Linked DNA regions of Rattus norvegicus: region 2 is linked to region 1. Evidence: chromatin contacts called from public Hi-C data. All regions are on one chromosome and are shown on one strand. The core of a region is the stretch at or near the end of the contact, and the rest is flanking DNA. Distances in the headings are between cores, read along the strand shown.

Evidence for each region. Hi-C and Micro-C count contacts between places; a contact is called where the count stands out from the background.
Region 2: a contact with region 1 is called in a Hi-C map of liver, with 10 times the contacts expected there. The contact joins the enhancer-like site here to the promoter of Ptger3 in region 1. A contact is called at or near these places in 7 of 12 Hi-C or Micro-C datasets (the A7r5 cell line, the Rat2 cell line, Schwann cells and 3 more) and 1 of 1 datasets of contacts at active chromatin or transcription factors (oligodendrocytes).

The regions. Positions count from the first base shown.
Region 1 is chr2:249,260,818-249,267,688 of GRCr8, reverse strand. It overlaps Ptger3 (prostaglandin E receptor 3), which reads right to left and starts at 2,607. Exons shown (of 3, transcript NM_012704.1): 1 at 1,695-2,607. The coding sequence starts at 2,522.
Region 2 is chr2:249,605,349-249,612,219 of GRCr8, reverse strand. No RefSeq gene overlaps it. Among named protein-coding and RNA genes, the nearest start is that of Cth, 52 kb to the left of the region's middle. Within about 2 kb of position 3,954, at least 28 of the 93 cell types and tissues checked have an H3K27ac peak or open chromatin away from gene starts, as enhancers often do. A contact at or near this core is called in liver, where this site is marked.

The DNA.
Region 1 (6,871 bases), core at 1,358-3,857:
AGCTAAAATACAACACATTGGGATCACCCAACTATACAGCCACCCCATTCTGTGTTTCATGGGCATCTTTATGCTCTGGCCCTAAGGGCAGGACTCCTGACAGTTGTGCTATGCCGGGACACTGCCTCTAAAGCCATGCTGGTTCAGTGAAGTGTTTATTCTGGGAGCTTCATTTCCCTCTGCTTGGCTACCTACACCCCATTCTTCAACCACAGCAGTAAATGTCTAAAATTGGTGCTGGTTCTGGTAAACATGGTGATGACATCAGCCCGTGCTCCAGCTACTAGAGAACAGTGACCACTCAGTCACTTGTGGGCAGTTAGGTCCCAGCAGTGCTGTCCTATCTGTATCACCCCAGGCCAGTCACCACGGGGGATCTCTAAGGTTTGTCATAATCAGGGAGAGTGGGTAAAAAGAAGAACCACACAACCATTTCAAGGCAGATTTAACCTCATGTGGCACATAAATATGATGTCCCTGACCTCACTGAACTGTACATGTAAATGGTTGAAATGACAAATTTGTTAAATGATGTGTGTGAGAGAAAGAGAATCGAGAGGGGGATAGGAGAGGGAGAGGGAGAGGGTGAAGGAGCTAAGAGGAGGGGGAGGGGAACAGAGAGGAGGAGGGGATCAGAGAAGGGGAGGGAAAAGAGAACAGAGAGGGAAAGAGAGAGGGGGAGGGAGAGGGAGAGGGAGAGGGAGAGGGAGAGGGAGAGGGAGAGGGAGAGGGAGAGGGAGAGGGAGAGGGAGAGGGAGAGGGAGAGGGAGAGGATCGAGTCTACTATGTAATGGTTGATAACTGTGCTGCACTATGGGGATGCTGCTCTGCACATTAAGCCAGGCTCTATGAGTCCTAAGTAAGCATCCATTCTTCAAGAATTAGCAAACCACACTTATCCACAGAAGTTTCTAGCTACAAGTGCTACAGAAGAAAACCTCAAAAGCACCATGTGAGAGTTGGGGATAGGGAGCATGCGGAAGCACAGCTTCCTCTGGGTAGTTCTGTGATGGATAGCATGGGGGGAACCAAGGACCAAGAAACCCTTACCTCCTGTCCCTGGAATTGCAAAGATCTGACATTCCCTCCATAAGGATGGGGGTGGGGCACAAGACCCCAGTGACCACTCACCAAAAGGTGATGGTGTTATTGTGTGTGTGTGTGGGGGGGTTTGTTATTGGAGAGTCCTCCACTTCGGTGTACACACTACCTACCGGCTTCCTAGGGGCTGCAGCAACTCTGCCTTCCGCCCCTCCCTGCAGACAGTAGCTACCTGAGAACCTTTAGCGCTGGCACAGAGCGACAGCGTGCCAAGAAATCGCTGGAGAGGATGGGGTAACCGTGTGGCTGAAGGTGTAGGAGCGCAGACTTGCCTGGCTCTCAGGTACCGAACTGTCTCAGCGGGATTAAAACTAAAACACAAGTTGGGCTTGAGTTGTCATCACATCTCCATTCAAAACACAAAGGGCAAAGTCAGTCTGCACTGGCTTGAGCAACGTCTGCTCACCTCTGTGCGCAGGCTGTTCGAATCTTCACAAGCGCCTGGCAAGCCAGGGCGGACTCAACTGGCTCTTGGAAGCTTCACAAGCGGCTGAGGCACTTGACTGGAGGCTGCAACCCTGGGCTGCAAGAGCAGCAGAAAGTCTCCCTCCATTTACCGCTCGCTACAAGTTCCCACTGTACCAACTACTTACCAATAGCGGCGACCAGCAGACGGACAGTACACACATGATCCCCATAAGCTGGATGGCCGTCTCCGTGGTGATCCGGCCCCACTGGGCGCTGGACTGCGAGGCGGCGGCTTTGGCCCGGCAGCGGGACACCAGGGCTTTGATGGTCGCCAGGTTGCAGGCAAAGGTCACCACCAGAGCCAGCAAGCCTAGACAGGCGAAGGCGGAGGCAAAGGCCACGCTGCCCGGCTCCCGCGCAGAGTCAGTCTCGTTGCCCGCCGGCCCGGTGCTGATGAAGCACCACGTGCCGGGCCACTGCACGCTGTAGCGGCCCACGCCCAGCACAGGCAGCAGCGCGAAGGCGAGCACAGACAGCCACACACCCAGCAGTACCGCGCGCGTGGCGCGAGTCTTCATGTGGCTGGCATACCAGTGCGGCGCACGGATAGCCAGGGCGCGCTCCACGGCCATGGCGCTGGCCACCAAGAGCGAGGACAGTCCGAACACTGTCATGGTCAGCCCGAAGAAGGTGCACAGGCGCCCCGATGGGTCGAGTTGCTCCCAGCGTCGCTGCGACAGGTACACGAGGATGACCACCGGACTGGTCAGGAGCTGCCCCACCAAGTCGGTGAGCGCCAGCCAGCCAATGCACAGCAGGAAAGACTTTTTGCGTTTGCTCTCCCGGCGTCTATAGCTGCGCGACACAAGCAACATGGCCAGCGCGTTGCCCACGAAGCCAGTGACCATCATGGTGATGGGGAAGGCCACGGACACAGAGCCGCAGCCGTCGGCAGCACTTGACTGGTTGCTGTGCGCTTCAACCGAGTGCTCCGGCGCCCACACGCCGGCCATAGTGGCGGGGCCGCGGTAGGGCGCACAGGGCCGGAGCCTCTGGGCTCAGCTGCGGGGTTGCAGCGGAGCGCGCTGGAGGACGGCGGGGCCCGGGGCTCTGCTCTCCATCGCCCGCCGCCGCCCGCGCTAGGCTGCGGGGACTGGACAGGCGTCGCCCGACGCCGCGCGAGGCTCCTCCCGCGCCTTGGAGCTCGAGGGGCGGTGCCGCGAGTGGGCAGGCAAAGGGCGGTGTCAGCCGGGATTACCTGGCGCCGCGCCCCCTAGGCTGCCTCTTCAACTCTGGGACTCTGTAAAGTGCTCAACAGCCTTTGGGTTACATGATACTGTAACATGTTACATGATACATGATAGGCGAAATCTGACATATTAGTATCTGCGTGAATCGCAATGCTGATTTCTTCTCATGTTTGGCTATCATTGAAGTTGATATATATATATATATATATATATATATATATATATATATATAATTTAGGAAATATATTTTTTACTTTATATATTTTTCTATATAGTATATAATTTAGATAGATAGATACCCACAGCTGGGAAAGAATAGAGATAAGCTTGTGTCTTGTCTTCCTCAAACTATTGCCTTATTTACTTTGGACTAATTCCAAACTCATATTGGTAAAGTATTTTTCTAGGATAATGTCAGTTTAAAAGTGCAAAACCAAAACCAAGTAAGCACACAGGTGAGAGCACATATCAAATTCACATTTTCACTGAGGCATTCCAGTGTAATGATATATTTAAATTTTAAGAGCATTTTGGAATTCATACATCAAAGAAAAATTCTTAGTTATATCAAAGAATTGTATATTTATTAACTGACTTATTTACATTATTGTCTCCCTCTCTATGTTCTACCCCAGTGTGTGTGTGTGTGTGTGTGTGTGTGTGTGTGTGTGTGTGTGTGTGTTATGTGAGTGTGAGTCTGAGCATATTTACATTGAGGTCAGACTTCAGCATCGGGTATCTTCCACTGTGACTCCCACCAGCCTGGTAAGGCCTCGCACACCCCAGCCCAGCAGCCAGCTTTATTTTACTCAGGTGTTGGGAATCCCAAATCAGGTCTTCCTTTGAGTGGCTAGCATTTCCCAGCGCCCTAACGCTTACTGAGAATGCCCACCATGAGAACTTGTGTTGACAAAGATGGTTAATCTCTTAACAAAGTTTCAGAAACCCTTCCCTTCTTGAGGCATTTTCCAGTCAGAGTTATCTACGTTTTAGCTGTTAAGCTTGCAAATAAGTAACTTGTAGGTTCTTCTGGTTGATTTCCTGTTGGTTCCTTTGCTATCTGCCTTAGTTCATCTGAAACAACACTCCCCTCTAGTGGCTAAAAGGCTAACATGCACTATTCTATATTAAAGAGTTTTTTGGTTTGGTTTTGTTTTGTTTTGTTTTGTTTCCTCCAAAAGGATGTCCCTACCCCCAACCCCTACCCCACCAGACCTCCCCACTCCCGGGGGGCCTCAAATCTTTTTCGAGGCATAAGTGCATCTTCTCTCACTGAATCAAGATCCGGCAGTCCTCTGCTGTACATGTTTTGGGGACCTCAGCTGCCTGGTTGGTGGCTTATTGTCTGAGAGATCTGTTCCTACAGGATCAACCTCCTCCTAAGCTTCTTCCAGCTTTCCCTCATTCAACCACAAGGGTTACCAGCTTCTGTCCATTGGTTGGGTTTAAATATCAGCTGCTGCTTGTTGGGCCTTTTGGAGGGTAGTCATGCTAGGCTCCTGTTTGTAAGCACACCACAGTATCAGTAATAGTGTCAGGCCTTGGAACTTCCCCTTGAGCTGGATCCCAATGTGTGCTGATCACTTCCTCTTCTCCATTTTTCACCTGCAGTTCTTTCAGACAGGAACAATTCTGGGTCAGAGTTTCTGACTGTGGAATGGCAACCCCATCCCTCCACTTGATGCCAGTCTTTCTACTGGAGGTGAACTCTACAAGTTCCCTCTCCCCACTGTAGGACATCTCATCTAAGGTCCTTCTCATTTCCTGGAGTTCACAAATTGGGCTGGAATAACTAGTCAGGGATCCTCAGGGATCCATGCCCCCATTGCTGGGATTACAAATCTAGATTACTAGATTAATCATTTCCACATAGGAATGAGCTTAGCCCTGTTCTTGCATCTCTGATTAACCAATAAACCAGTGGAGGCTGAAATCAAAGGAGCATATTTTCATATTTCAAAAACATCAAAGCTTATATTGTCACACCTTAAATTCTAAAATAATTTCAATAAGCAAATAATCTATCTCACCTGTATCTTGTTTTTAGATTCAACCACATTTTTATTTTTAACTAATGCATTTGAACTTATTTAAGACATTAAACTTCCCTAGGGACATAGCCTCAGATTCAGATCCACTGTTGCCATGTAAGAACCTATGGTTCTTTCTCATCCTTCGTCTTCAGTCATTCGGTGAGCACTCACTGGGCTCCTGGTCTATGAGACACTGTCTTAGTCTTAGAGATGCCAAGCAACATATCGAAGTCCCTAAACTTAACAGATTTATATTTCAACGTCAAACTCTTGATTTTCAGAAGCCCCACTGAGGGAAAGAGATGGATCTCAGAGGTCTTGTATTTCTAGAATGATTTGCTCTATAACTTAGTGAAACTTATTTCCTACAACTTAGTGAAAATTATACATTGTTGAAATTTTTTGTGGACACTTGACTGCCCTCCTGGACAATTCCTGAAGTACAGGTCTGTTGCTATCTCTGAGTCTTTCACTCTCTCATGCCTGCTTTATTCTGTGTTCACTGCAGATGGACCTCCTCTGTGCTTCTGTAATTTGCTGGTTAGTCAGTGATGGCACCACCCTCTGGTAAGGGTGCTTCATTCCGTTTCCTGCTGTGTCCTGTCCTGAATTGCCAGTTGAGTAGGCACTCCTTTAGACGCATCTGTACTGTAGACATATTCAATTCAACAATTATATGATCTCTGTCTGCTCAGTACTTGTTTCTTTTCTGAGGGGTCTCTACACTTTGGGCCGAGTTCAGCTGTGAGATATGGATTAGAATGGGCTCTTTTGCATCTCTAACGTGGGCCTAGGTGTGAGACTCTTGTTAAATGTGTGTCTCTCCAAGCCTGATTGCAATAACTAGCACCTTTTATGTGGAAGGCTGTGTGTGACTTCCTCAACCTTGCTTCCCAGAGTGTGCTCACCAAGGTTCAGCAGTAGCTTCAGTCCAATAACAACTCCTCTGTTCCAGGCTTCCCTTCTCCCTTTATAAATTAACCTCTTTGGTTTTTTAATCTTCTTGAATGCTTTCTACCAAGATTGAGTCTTAAGCAGAATTTAGGTTTTGTTATTTTGTCCTTTCCAAAATTTAAGCATCAAAACGTTAAGGCCCAAGAATCACCAAAGAATGGTACCCCAGACTTCAATAGTATGCAAAAGCGAAGAGTGTTTATTCAACTGAATTTCCTGCATGCAGGGTCTCCCCATTTGGGGATGGAGATTTGTAGTGGGCTCTCAGGGCCAGTATTTATTGTTAGTTAAGGGAATTCCAGGCAGGGATGTGTGCCCTTTTACCTTGATTTGATAGCTTTATCTTTAGGGTTCTAATTTTACAAGAGGGTCGCTTATTCATTCTAGCTACCTACTCTTACATCAGGCCAGATGACAAGGTATCCTTGGATTGGTTGCCTAAGACTGTGGTAGGCTAACCACAGGTTCTGGGATCCAGGTTCTCATTTCTGGGAAACAGATTGTAGGCCTAGTCTCCCAAACTATCAGTCGTGGAGTCAGCCTTGGCTTAGATTTCCCAAAAACTTTTTATGATATTTTCCGAAGTAGAGCTTATATACCATTTATGTGGAAGGAACTAAGACAAAGTTCAGTGAAAGAATATTCTAGAATTATATATATATATATATATATGTGTGTGTGTGTGTGTGTGTGTGTGTGTATAATATATACAATATATAGTTCGTATGTGTATGAACTCTTTATTACATATACACATCACAGTATATATTTGCAAATTCAATTGTTTTTGTCAGGGGTCTTCAAAAAGTCTTCAAAAGTGCAATTATGAAGCTGATTATGGTGCTACACAACTGTAACCTCAGGACTTGTAAGGCTGAAGCAGGAGAAGTTCCATGGGTTTGAGGACCCTGGTGAAGGACACGTGGCAGAAAACAAACCCCTAAATCAAAATAGGTTATTGATCTTGTTCAGAAATGAAAATAAACACAGAAAGAACCAAGATTTAAATGTATGATCTATAAATCTAGACTAAACCAGAACATTTGCTAACTCCTCTCCAACATTACTAGGAGTGCAGCATATGTTGTTTAGTAACATGTGATCACCTCTTTTGGTCAATATTCA
Region 2 (6,871 bases), core at 2,705-5,204, 340 kb before region 1:
ACACGGAGGCCAGAGTTCAACCTCAGCTGTCATTCTTCAGCCTTGTGGTTTATTTTCAGAGTTCAAAACTTATTTTATAATTATCATTTTTTTTTCTTGCATGTACATGTGTATACCACATGCACTCATGGTGCTCTCGGAGGTCAGAAGGAAGCACTGTATGTGCTGGAACTGGAGTTGTAGAGGGATGTGAATCGCCATCCCGGTGCTGGGAACCGAACCTGGGTCTTCTGCAAGAGCAACAAGTGCTTTTAACCAGTGATTTGATGTGGGACGGTGGGCTGTGAAAGGTATCCTGCTTTCTGGTCGAGATAAGGTTGAAGACCCGGTGACCCTATGGGACGGTAGGCACTTCTCTAAACTCCCAGGAGACCGGGTTCCTCTCACATAGCTACAGCCCCCCCACAACAGCCTGTGGAAATATTTGTGACTATCAGTCACGAAGAAGCAGGACCATGCCCTCCCGCATGTAGATATGGTATTCCTAAGCTCTCAGACCAAGCCAATAGGAAGCACCTACTGTCAGACCCTGACCCACCCCAAAACTGTGTATAAGAATCCTATGCAGAAGGGTTAAAGTTGTGCAAGAACTACTAAGTCATCTGAGAGTTTCTGCCATAAGAGCTGTAACACTGCCGCTTGGGGAAGAGATCTGCTCTCCCGCCTGGAGCTCCCCTGTACCCCTCGCTGGCTAGCCAGCCAGCCTCCTGCTGGCTCAGCCCAGCGGACATCTTGGAGCAACTGAGGAAATGGAGGTGGAGCAGCACCAGCAGCGGAGACAATCCCCCGTCCCTGCTGGAGTTCTCTCCCCTTCGCCTGAACCCTTGCACTTTGGCTGAGCCAGAGATCTCTGTGAAAGCCTCCAGTATGAAGGCCAACAAGCTGCCTCTCCAGTCTCCACCTTGGTTTTTGAGACAGGGTTTCACGTGGACCTGGGTCTCGCCAGGCTCTGCCTTTACAGGGCTGGGATTACAACTGTGCACCTCCAAGCCTGACTTTCTACTCCACATGGGCCTTAGAAGAGGGAGCCCAGTTCCTTTAGAATTGCAAAGCCTGACAGCTAGCTCTGGTCCTCAGTGTCCATTAAGGTAACCTGGAAGCCCTATTCAGTCCCAGTTGACTTTGGATATATATATATATCTGTGGATACCATGGTGGTTGAGACAGTTTCTGTCATCAAGAAGTAGAGAAGCAGACTGACAAGGTCAGAAACGCCGTGTGGGGCTGGGCATTGAGGAACTTATTAACCTTCATTTCCCTCATCCCGGGATGTGTTAAAACAACCATTGCTTTCTGTTGATCTCCCCCTCCGTAAAGTTTCCTCTCACTCCTTCCCATCTGCACAATCGCTTCCCTAGATCAGACCTTTTGCTCTTAGTCCTTTCAGGCCTTCCTGCCCTGAGGTTCTTCCTTCCTCTTATAGCTGGCTTGATGTTTATAATAAAAAGACACTCTCCAGATGTCTTCCCTCTGGACTCGGGCAATCTTCTAAAGAGGCGAATCCCACTTGTCATTTCCTTTCTTGTAACCCACAAGGGCTTTCGTTGTGATGAAGTGTAAACTGTTGAATGCCTGCATAGATTTCTCCTGCTCTGGCCAAGTTTAGGGCAGGATACAAGGTCGCAAAAAGAACAAACTGGGGTGTGACTTATGAGGTGGCTGTAATTAAATTTCCGAGTATTATGGATAATATTCCATACCTAAGTGAATCGGATTTATGTAGTTGTCACAGCTGAGTATACAGAATAATTACTGTACAAGTGACATTTCCAAACATTTAGAATGGCATCTGGTTTAGTGATGAGAAAACTGAGTGCTAAGTGGCCTTTTTGGTTGCCTTGATAAAACACCCTGACAAAACGACTGGGAGAGAAAGGTTTTAATCGGCTTTACATTTCCAGAGCCAAAGAGTCCATCGTTGGTGGTGGTGAAGACATGGCCACGGGAGCAGGAATTGAGCTGAATACATTGAAAACACACCCAGGAAACTGGGCTGATGTGTCCTGTTAACTTTGCTTACATAAATAGCTCTCAGCAGGGCTATCGCAGATGGGGGCACACTTAGTTCTTTCTTAGTTGTACTGGTGACAAACCGCCATAGAAGTGCTGGCAGGGTGTAGTGTGGTACCTGGAGAGGAGACAAGGTGTAGGTGTTGTGTTTTATGAAAAGATAAGGAGAGAAGGAATATGTTTGGTGGATGTGTAGTCAGGTGTGGGGGAAGGGGTGCCTCTGAGGGCCCATACTGAGGCATCCCTTACCCCCGCGGGATCAGCCACATGGCCATATTATAGTATAGAATAGAGTTTATTAAGGGCATGGGGGAGGGGAGTTGAGAGGGTAGTAGAGACGGAGAAAGGCAGAGAGAGAGAGAGAGACCGGTCATGTGGGAATGGGGAGGGAGGGGGAGCAGGAGTGAGGGGACAAAGCAGGAGGAAGAGTGCAAGAGATTGAGGAGGGGGCAGGCAGCCCCTTTTATAGTGAGTCAGGCACAGCTGACTGTTGCCTCCCATGTAGAGGGAGAGAAAGGAGGAAGACGTTCTGTTGATTGTTCTTAGGACTGCATGGATTTCATCATGAAGCTCTGCCAGGACCCAGGTACCTCTCAAAGGCTGCCATCTTCAAATATCTGTACACTGGGGGTCCAACAGGTGAAATGTGGAGGACACAAATACTCTGTCCACATCAGTTGATGTCTCTTGATGCTTTCTAAAACACCTGTTATTTCTAGGTGGTTGAGTGGCCCGGTTTCTCCCCAGTATTAGAGGCGTCTCTAGACATGATGATCCCCATACACCGATTCCTGTTTCACGCACACTCTCTTTATCATTCCCTTTCACAACTCCACTGCTCTGCTTTAGTTGTTAACATGGATGCTTCTGCTGTCTTCCCCTCACTTCTTGATCCTATTGCTATCCTCTTCCATTTTTATTTTTATTTTTTGTTAAATTAGTATGTACACTGAAAACAGCTTTCCCTTTAAGAATTACCACTATTTAATCTGTTTTGTAACAATGACTACAGCCAATTGGTTTTTACTATTAGGCCCAGGTTGATAGTGCTTGTCATTTTCATGTCTTATTATGTTATTCGGTATCTGAGGGGATGGGATTAGTGTATGTGTGTGTGTGTGTGTGTGTGTGTGTGTGCGCGCGTGTGTGTTTTGTTTGACAGGGTCTCATGTATCTCGGCCTGGCTTCAGACTTGATACGCAGCTAAGAATCATCTGGAATTCCCGATCCTTTTGCTTCCAAGTCCCAGATACTGGGATTCCAGACATGAGCCACTGCTCATGGTGCTGGCAATGGAAACCAAGGCTTTGTGCACACTAGGCAGGCACTCCACCAATTGAGCTACATCTCCAGCACATCGCTGATTGTTTTAAAAGTAGGATTTACAGGGAGATTTTGTAGATGAAATGTGTTTGACACTGAATTCCTCTCTTGCTGTGTTTACCGTGACTTTTGGTTGAATTCTGTCACACATTATATCTGGTTTTTAGGACATTAGCATGCATGTACATTCTCCAAGAGTGTGGTTCGCGTCTGTGTAAGACTTGAAGTCTCCAAACTCATTGAAATTCAGCACTTGTGCTGTGTTGCTAATGACGGCCTCATGCTCTAAAGACTTAAGATTCAAAACTCCGGGCCTGTAACATTCTCCTTACCCTGTGTCTAATCATTTAGAATCCCTCAGCTTTATCTGTTGTGTTTCCCACAATTGATGCATTTTCAATTTCTCATGCTGCCACAATCTGGTTTCTTTACTAGTTTTTCTATTATACTCTCAGTTTCGTGATTTTCGCTGCTGTGGTTTGAATTCCTAATGTCTTTCACTCGCTTTAACGCTTGGTCCCATCTGGTGGTGCTGTTTGGAAGGCTGGGAGGCCTTTAGAAGGTGGAGTCTCTGAAGGAGGTGGGTCCCTGGAGGACCTCCTTTTATGGTCTGGTATTGCTTTCTGATTGGCTAACACGTGAGCCTGTAGCTGGCACACATTTCCTGCTGCCAAGCAATGACTCACTCCGAGTCTTTCCTCCAGTGATCATTTGTATTCCTCCAGCCATCCGCAACCCTGGTAAAGTTGCTTCTCTGAGGAATCCTGTCAGAGTGACAAGACAGCACCAGTGCATGTCTCCTCTTCCCGTATTTTACTATCAGGTCAACTACCCGATGGAGAGCCTTTGCTCACAAGTTATGCTGAGTATTTCCTGTTCCATCTCAAGCTGCACCTAGGAGCAGGGTCCCCGGGGGCTCTACCCCTTCAGCCTTCCCTGCCTTCTCATCTCTTGGCTTCCAGCTGCTTCACCCCTCCCATTTCCAGCAGTGGCTTTTATAGGACTTTAGCGAGAGCAGGCGAGGAAATAGGTTATTTATTCCCTTAGTTTTCACTTGGTGTATTCTGGCTGTACTCCTCCAAAGGCCTTAGTTACACATCCATGATCATGGGCTGGTTTAGACAGTTCTGGAGGTGGCACCGGGACCTCGTGCCTATTACATGAGTGATCTACCACTACCTACTGGAAAGTGTGGATCTGCAGGCTGAAGCTGAGTGTTACACCTCAAGCTTCTATTCAGCTCTTTCACATCTTTACATCGTCCCTTTGCTCCAGGAAAACATTCATGTTGAGTAGAAAACAAAACAAAACAACAACAAAAAACAGTGTGTAATGCTTTTTTTTTTTTGGCTGGGAGTATGTTATTTCTCTAATGTCACTTGTCGAAATCTTGTTACCCTTTTTTTCCCGTGACCCTTGATTTCACACACCACCTCTGCTGTTGTTTATTTCATGGTTTAAAATCCATCCTTCTGCTAGCGTCACTTATTCTTGTCTGTTCCGAAGCAGGTATTTCCATCCTTGTAACTGTTGATGTGATTGTTTTTGCGTCTTCAACTTTGTATGTTCTTTGTGGGAATGGTTGTATCGGTTGCATGGTTAGTGTCGATAACAGTGTAAATATTGTTAATATAGAGACAGTAAATTACATTGGTTTAACGGAAAGAACGGACTATTTTAAGGTAGGAACGTGGTCCAAATCACACAGACTGCTTAAATATCCCAGTTATTATATTGTAGTGATGGTAAACTGGCTTTGACTGACATGGAGGTAGATGATAAAGGAAACTCAGAAATATCTCAACTCATTTATTTACTTAAGCAGTGTTTGTTGAATTTTTGTCCATCAGGAATTTTCCTAACCACTTTAAAGCATCTTCACTGACGTCCAGCAACAGGGATTTCTCTAATAGAGAATTAGAATTCATGATTAGCTATTTAATTAGCAATTTTATATTATTTGCTGTTATTGATTTCTCTGTGTATCCCTGACTGTCCCGGAACTCTCTCTGTAGACCAGGCTGGCCTTGAACTTAGAGATCAGAAATTTTATAATTAACCTTATGGATGGTTTTCAAGCGAGTATTACTCAATTCCAAGGCTTTATAATAAACTTCATAACAATGTAATAGTTTTCCACTTGTTGTAATATTAAAAAACAATCCATGCTATTGCCGGCTAGTCTCCAGTCTGCGGTCTACCGGCCCCCATGGCTAACCCCATGTAGCTTCCGCCCAACTTCTTGAAGTTCACAGCCACTGAAACTGCTCACATTCCTAGTCATCTATCCCCCGAGGCTGGCTGCTGCCAAACCCACTCAGCAATCTCAAATCTCAGCAATCTCAAATCTCCGTGGCTAGCTGGGGTCGCACTCTTGCAAACTTCATCATGGTTACCTTTCCCTGGAGCTCAGCTGAATAGCCTTGAAATGGAAATCAACAGACAATTTTAGTTTAGAATCAAGAGATAACACAATTGCTGAGCTCAGAATCTATCATCCTAAATTCACCAACTATTCTTTGTTAGAAATCTTCCGGTAAAGGACCCTGATGGATTCAGCCTCCAGAACTATCGGCTCTAGGCCTTCATCTTGTCTGTTTTGCTCCCTCTGTCCAAAAGGAAGTCCCCTCTACCTGCCTTTCCTCTTTCTCTCTCGGACCCGGAAGGCCCGCCTCCTTCTTGCCCAGTGATTGGCTTCTTGTCGTCTTTATTATTTAATCAATTAGGAGAAAATTCCGCCACACCATGCACTAAGTATTTCACAGTGAAGAGTTTCCTCTGCTTCTAGAATTATACGACTATTTTGCTCTGTGACTTAACAGAAACACAGCAGCCAACTGGTATGAAAAAAAAAAAACGTGCCACAGGGAATAGACATGGTGGCATTTTAACTTAAAATTGCCATTCTCACATTATAAATCGTGGGTTCTTTTGTTTGTCTGTTTGATCAGTAAAAATCTTATTTATGGGTCAATGAGGATCCTTTCCAGTAAAGAAGCAGATGGATGTGGTAAAATTGAAGCTTGCTAATGAGAGAATTTATCTGCTGCTGCTCTGCTGTCCTCTAAACACATTTCAGTTTAGTGCTTTTATTCTGCACTCTGTCTTTTTCTTTATTTTCTTTTATTTTTCTTTTCTTTTCTTTTTTTCGGAGCTGGGGACCGAACCCAGGGCCTTGCACTTGCTAGGCAAGCGCTCTACCACTGAGCCAAATCCCCAACCCCTAGTGTTGAGTTCTTGAAGAAGGAAGAAACCAAACAGAACTGTTGCGAGATATGGATGCTAATTTGGTCACAGAAGTACTCAAATGATAAAATGAACATTGGTTAGCTATTTAGAAGGAGCAGGAGTATGTTTCCGGTTCTTATGCTTGGGAACTTTGATGAGCTATCTCCAGGGTGGTGATGGAAGGGAACAGATGGTGTAGAGGTCTAAGAGGCCCCGATGTGAACTCTCCTGCCCACTTGTGCTTGGTTTGAAGGTCCAGCCTTCTGTGTTCTTGGTGGGACTACTCTGAGTCACCCAGTATCACACAAGG